Regions from separate parts of the Columba livia genome. Here region 1 is linked to region 2. The links are chromatin contacts, called in public Hi-C maps. All regions are on one chromosome and are shown on one strand. The core of a region is the stretch at or near the end of the contact, and the rest is flanking DNA. Distances in the headings are between cores, read along the strand shown. Region 1 holds the start of MYLIP (myosin regulatory light chain interacting protein). Region 2 holds the start of DTNBP1 (dystrobrevin binding protein 1).

Evidence for each region. A called contact is a pair of places that touch in the nucleus more often than the background predicts.
Region 1: a contact with region 2 is called in a Hi-C map of crop, with 2.4 times the contacts expected there. The contact joins the promoter of MYLIP here to the promoter of DTNBP1 in region 2. A contact is called at or near these places in 2 of 2 Hi-C or Micro-C datasets (crop and liver).

What each region holds. Positions count from the first base shown.
Region 1 is chr2:68,398,233-68,401,604 of bColLiv1.pat.W.v2, reverse strand. It overlaps MYLIP (myosin regulatory light chain interacting protein), which reads right to left and starts at 1,940. Exons shown (of 7, transcript XM_065052360.1): 1 at 1,642-1,940; 2 at 368-558. The coding sequence starts at 1,728.
Region 2 is chr2:68,240,331-68,243,648 of bColLiv1.pat.W.v2, reverse strand. It overlaps DTNBP1 (dystrobrevin binding protein 1), which reads left to right and starts at 1,517. Exons shown (of 10, transcript XM_065052358.1): 1 at 1,517-1,687. The coding sequence starts at 1,632.

The DNA of each region.
Region 1 (3,372 bases), core at 691-3,190, 160 kb before region 2:
GCAGTTTAGAACGACCTAGAGTAACACCACTGAACAGGGGTTACTATCGGACATGCAAAAATCATATACATAATTTGCTACTGGTAGTTTAGTTTCTTCTAATTTCAGCAATAAGTGCTCATGGAATTACCTACGTTCATCAGAGTTAGCTACACAATACTTACAATATTACCAGTCTCTTATATTTTTTTTCCAAAAACAAATAATACATTTAAGTAACACTAAGATTTTAAAACTACAAAGAAAAGTCAAACCAAGAGTACCAGAAGATGGAAGAAATAAGGTCAGTGTGTAATCACTTCCATCAGTTACAGAAATTGAAAACAAAGTAATAAATTATATTTACTTACAACCATCTTTACCTTACCTCGTCTGTTCTTGTAAGATAAGATGCGGCTCTACAAAAAACTTGACTCTTAATTTCAATCTGTAAGGGGCTAAACCATCCATCTGCTGGGAGATCCTGTTCCTCAAATTCAGCCACAGATTCTCCCCTTTGCTGCCAGTGAACTGCAGTCCAAAATAATCAACTTCTATAATTCCCAACCTTCTGCAAACCTGAAAGAAAGACATTCTTCATAATGAGCCCACAACACCGAAAAATATCACCTGAATCAAGTATTGTTTCAGACTGCTCACTTAAAAACACAAAAAATAAAACCTGCCGTAAGCAACATTATACAAAAGATTACTTAATCACTTGGATTTTAAGTTGTGTACAAAATAACACGTAAACAAATACCAAGAATAAACGGGGAATTTCTCCACTGGTTAAAAAGGACATGGACTTCCATGGTCAAATTCTAGCCCCCTTCTCATCCCCAGAAGAGGCACTTAAGAGGGGATTTCCAAAAGAAGATTGTATCTATTTAACATCACAGCCATGGAGTTTTCTAGGAAAGGAGGAGAAAAAAAGATATACAACCCAGAAGTTTTATTTAGATGCCACCAACAGACCGGGCTGCTGCATTTGGCTCTCTCCAGCATTGCTACAGCAGCCGCCGCAGCCACAACGAGGCGACAGAAGGGCGAAAGCACCTGGACAACGGCTCCAGTCAGCACAACCCCAGCAGGCCACGGGGGCCAACTCGGCACCGCCCGGGCCAGGTGGGTCCCACTCGTGCCTCCCCCCCACCCCAGAGGCAGTTCGAACAGGCGGCAGCGTGAGGCTGAGGCCTGCCCTTCCCACGCAAACTGTAAAGGAGAAGGGAGAAGAGCCGGAGAGCCCCAAGGCAAGGCATGCAGCAACTTCTGCATCCAGCATGGAGGAAAAAAAAAATAAAAAGAAAGAAAAAAACAAAACCTAAAACAACAAAACCACACCACAGAAGCGGGGAGACTGCGGCGGCTCCCGCCGGCTCCCCGCCCCTACGGCCGCGGCCGCCCCTGCGCAGGGTCGCGCCGCCGCCCAGCCCTGCCCCGCGCCACCGCCGCCCTCAACGGCCGGGGCGCCGCGAGCTGGCGCCGCCGCGCCCCTCGCCCCCTCAGCCCCCCACCTGCGCGCTGTATGAGGGACAAGGAACGGGCGACGCGCGCCCGCCGTCTGTCAGGCACCAACGGTCTGCGCTGCCCACGCCGAGCCTTCGCGTCCCTGGAAGGCGGCAGGGCAGCGGGAAGGAGAGCGCAGCGCGGCCCCCTCACCTGGTTGAGGCAGTCCTCGCCGTTGGCTTTCGCCTCGACCTCCACCTCCATCACCACCGCGTCCGGCCTGGTCACATAGCACAGCATGGCTGGAGCCAGCCAGCGCCGCCGCCGCCGCCGCCGCTGCTGCTGCCACGGCGGACACCCGGAGCGGCTGTTGCTGCCGCTGCCCGCGGGAAATCACAGCTGTCGGTACGGGCTGAGGGAAGGTACGCAGTCGTCCCTGCCCGCCGCCCACGCCCGGCCGCTTACAACAACCAGCCAACCACCCCCCACTCGCCTAGTGCTTGCGCTCCGGTGACTCCGCTCCCTCCACATATACCCTCCGTCTCCCCCTCCCCCTTTCCGAGCGGCACCTGCGGACCAATCACGAGGCGCCGCTCACCGCTGCGGGCCGCCGCAGCCACCAATCAACGCCGCCAGCCCTGGGAAACGGCGGCGGCCGGGAGGGCGTCTGTTGTGGTCGCTCTCTGGCGCCCCCTGGCGGGACGTTGGGCCGCGGGCGGCCGGCGGGACTCTCTACCACTCCCGTTCCGGGGCTGTCCCCTCTGCCCGGTGCGGAAAGTACCCTGTCCCGGGCCCTGCCCTGCGCGGAAAACCCCTGTCCGCCGTGGCTTGGCTGCCCGAAGGAGCCCGCCCTCGGGGCTTTCTTCCTCTTCAGCACCCAGCACCCCCAAATTATCTTCACCCACCGCCACCTGCAATAGCCCAGTGCTGCTTACCCTGGAATTATGTCTGGCTAAATGGCAGCTAAACAAGTTCTTCTAAGTGAAGGTGGAGACCAAACCTAACGGCAGGGACTCTCTACAAAGTTGACTTGAGAGCGAGTGGCCATGAGCTATGAGGCAACCAAATATTTTCACGGCTCATCTGTAAACTTTGCAAACACTTCTTTTCAATGAAAGGAAAAATAACATCTGGATTAATGCTCGCTCTCTTATATTCTCTCTGGCTTTGGCCCAGCTTTGTGTTATGCAGCATGCAAAAGCACTGGAAATGTGGAAAATTTAAGAATTATCTGGCAATATTAAGAAGGACCAGCCAAGTGATACCGTGGCCTCTATTTCACTGTCATGCTAATGGATGATGGAGTTTGTACACTCATTGAATTCTGTACGTATGAAACTTATAGGTGATTGCAGGCCAGGAGAGGAACACCTGCACCGGGTGAGTGCTTAGAAGTGTTTGTTTGACAAACATACACAAGGTATATAGAGCAAAGTTTATGGCTGCTTTAACAATGTAAATTGAAATGACAGGGAGGACTAAGTACAAAATGCACGCTGTGTGGGTTCCCGAAAAGAAATGCAGATCAAAGAAGTACTGAGCAGTGCAGTGGTGAGGAACAAGCAGGCTGTCAGGGGAAGAGCTAAGAGAGGAAATGGGGATCTGAGAATGCAGTGAAGGATAACAGGAAGAAGAACAAACCACAGCACTAATGCAAGGTCACAACAGGGCTGAATATTAGCTTGTTCCCATGTATATGGGTCGCTAGCTTCTGTCTGGGTATTTCTGCTGCACTTTTCAGGGTTGTTAGTATTTTCAGTTTTACTAAAGGAACTCTCAGAATAGATGCTCAATCTTCTGGGAACTCTGCAAACACAGTATATGGCTATTCTGATAAGTGTACATAGAGCTATATCCATTTTGTTCACGTGAACTCTGTAACCAGAAGACTGCTCAGATCCAAAGCAGCCAGAACAATAAAAGGCAAGTAAGAAACAGGACATG
Region 2 (3,318 bases), core at 268-2,767:
TTTTTAACTATGAAAGAAACAATGGAGTCTAAAAGTGTTTACTCACTGTGAATTATTAGAGCTACTGCTGACAAAAACATTCATGATGAAATTGAAATTATGTAACACAGAATAAATTAATGTCTTCTCAAAGGAAAGGTGAAAATTAAAGGTTAAAACTTTTCCCTTGTTTTCTGAAAACTTTAATTCCCATAATATATATATTACCTAAGGCCAGATTGCACAGCTTTTGTCAGCATTTGTGATGCATGTCTCTGAATACATCAGAAAAACACTTGTTGATTCAAGCCCTTCCCCTCTTTAGTCTGGAGAGCTGGTGGAAAGTCTCTACTTCTTGATATTGTTGTTGGGCAAGCAAGAGAAAAATACTGTCTAAATGTTATATGTTCTTTTACAGAACTTCATATGCAGTCTGCCACATAAGAAACAACCTACAGGCCCCACATTCTTCTAAAAGCAGACAAGCAGAAAATGGATGGGATTATGATCTCACTTTTCCAGTTGATTGAATGTATTGTGAACCACTCCAAGTATACATATGCAGTACTGAACGACACACCCAACAGCCCCCCTCTGCATACATTCTCCTTGTAATAAATTATTTCAGTGCTCTCCGTTTAATTTTTTGGAACTTTTAACCAAAAGCAAATTTGTTAACAAATAAAATCTTTTGGCTTTGAAATCTCAGCTGCCTTATCTGGAAATGGAAGTCTCAATTAAATGGAAATTTACAATTTTCCAGATTCATCTAAATCCTGGGTCCATGTTCCTCAAATATTAACTGAGAACACACGGGGTGAAAGACTGTCTTCCTTTTACTGTGATTGTAAATACAGACATCTGGAAAGAGCAGCCAATTGTTCTGAAAAGGTCTGATTCCACTTAAACCATCTCAAGATCACTTGAATGACTCATAACAGCTTTATTTGAACCTAAAAGCTCAATTAAAACTTTTCACTGCGCTATTTACTATTTGTAAGAACTAACAGTTCCTTTTTGTTATTCTTTTTAAGAACTACTAGTATCTATACAAGCCTGACAGTTGGCAGTCTCCAAAGAAAACAGTGGTGGGCCACATAAACTTACAGTTCAACTACCTGCTTCACAAGAACTGTGAGATGCTGTCATCTATCTCTTATTCCAAGAACGCAGCAGGCCCAAGGGGATCCAGTAGTTTTGCTTTCGATACTTTTGGATTTTATTGCAAAGCCCGATACCACCCTGAGTTCACTCCTCCAATAAGGGGAGGGTCCCAACCTGCCCAGGAGCTTGATGCGGTTTTTAAAAAGCCGTACGCTGCAACGCCAGCGATCCAAATGCTTCTCGAACAGCTACCCTTGTAAACGGCCTGGCCTTCAGGCGCACTTCTACCCAGCTCTACTCGGACACCGGGAACACATAATACGGAATCCCAACTCTCCTCCAAGACTCCACCTCAGAGACAACTCTGTGAGGCAACCTCTGCCCTTAAGCACCGCCGGAAGAGGGAGGGCGGCCCTTAACCGTCGCATGCTCGCGCCGCGCCTGGCACCGCCCCCACGGGCTGAGGTGGGAGGTGCGGGCTGAGCTCCACCCCGCGCCCCGCCCCGCCGGCCCGGCACTGGCCTCCGCAGCCGGGGGAAGCCGAGACGATGCTGGAGACGCTGCGGGAGCGTCTGCTGAGCGTCCAGCAGGACCTCAGCGCCGGGTGGGTAGCACCCCAGGCCCGCGGGGCTGGCGGGGGGAGCGGGTGAGGGACTCGCGCCCCGCGGCCGGGCGGGGAGGGGGAAGCAGGTGACTGGGGGGTGGGGGAGGGCGGGGACTGGCCTGGCGAGCGGGAGGGAGGGAAAGGAAGAGGAGGAGAGTGCGGGGCGGGATCCCTCTCACCGCGGTTGCTTGGTGGTGGTGATGGTTTCCCGCTCGATGCTGGAACGGGTTGGAAACTTGGCCCCTGGGTCTTACCCACCGCCTCCCGCCCGCTTCTTTGCCGTCTCGGCGGAGCGGGTCATGGCGGGCGGGAGAGCCCTGGCAGCTGCAGTCGGGGCTTGAGGGGATGAGCAGCCTCGGGGTTTGGGAAGCAGCTGCGGTCGAGTGAAGGAAGGAAGGAAGGAAGGAATGAAATGGCTGTTCCGAGAGCACCAGGAAGATGCGAACGGTGTCAATTAACGCACTTCAGTTTTTCACGAAGTAACTTGACCTTTCAAGGTTTTATGGGTTCGCGTAATTGCTTAAAGAGCATCGCTGCGCTCTGTTTGGCATATGAAAAGCTTTTCTTTCATTAGAAGGTTAGTTACTATCGCTTGGGGAAAAGAAGTGCAGGATATGCAGAAAGAGCAGCTCCTTGCTTACATTAAAATACAGAAGGGTATTCTTCCTACATTGCCTCACAAGGTTTTTGTTTTTAAATAGGCCCGGTATCAATGCTTTTTTTAGTAGAAGCAGGTGGTCCAAATGAGTGTTACTGGAGGTCAGTGGATGGCTGGAGAACAAGGTCATACCTTTGCTGCAAACCTGTTGGTTTATAATGAGCCACAGGAGAGTGTCCTGTTGTAATCAATTACTTTTAAAAACTGCGTGGTCTTTGGCAACATTGAGACTGACTTGTAATACCCCTATGGTAAATATTTATATGTAGTGATGGATGTCTGTGTAGTCCCGAAACTTAAAATAAATATTTTATAATGACTGATTTGCACCAGTATATGATGTTCCGCAGAAACTGACAGAATAAGCTGCCAATCAGCCAGATAAGTTGCTTAGATGTTATCTGTCTCAACTTAGCAAACAGTAGTTTGATATTAAAATATCTTAAGAATACAGACTAAGGCATTGCTTTGTTTCTGGCTGGCTTTCTGTTTTGCTGTTATTTTTAGAACTTCTCACAGGGTTTGATGGCTCGGTACAATGCAGCATTATTTTGGAAAAGATGTTTTTCACATGATGAAAGAGGACAACAGGAAGGTCATAACATGCTGGATCCAATGGTCACTTAACTCTCTATCCCTGTTGCTGCAGTGGACTCCATATGTTTCCATGTGGGCTCTTAATTTGCCCTCTTCAATACACAAGTACTGCAATATTTTGTTTTGTTGTGAGAGCAGTCTCTGATGTCATCGTTTCCATCTTTGTGTTCTAGCAGCCCCATTAATGTGCACTTGGAGTGTCCCATCTTTATTTTTTTTTTTTTTTATCTGGACTGTATTCTATGTTGCCTTTGGAAACCTGTATCTTGGAGCCATAGTAGCTAAGCCTGTGGAAAGCATTGGGATTTTTCCTGTAGTGTCCCTGTGGATTCAGGCGAGACCATGACCTGTCCTGGTTTTCCCCCTTTCCCTTCCT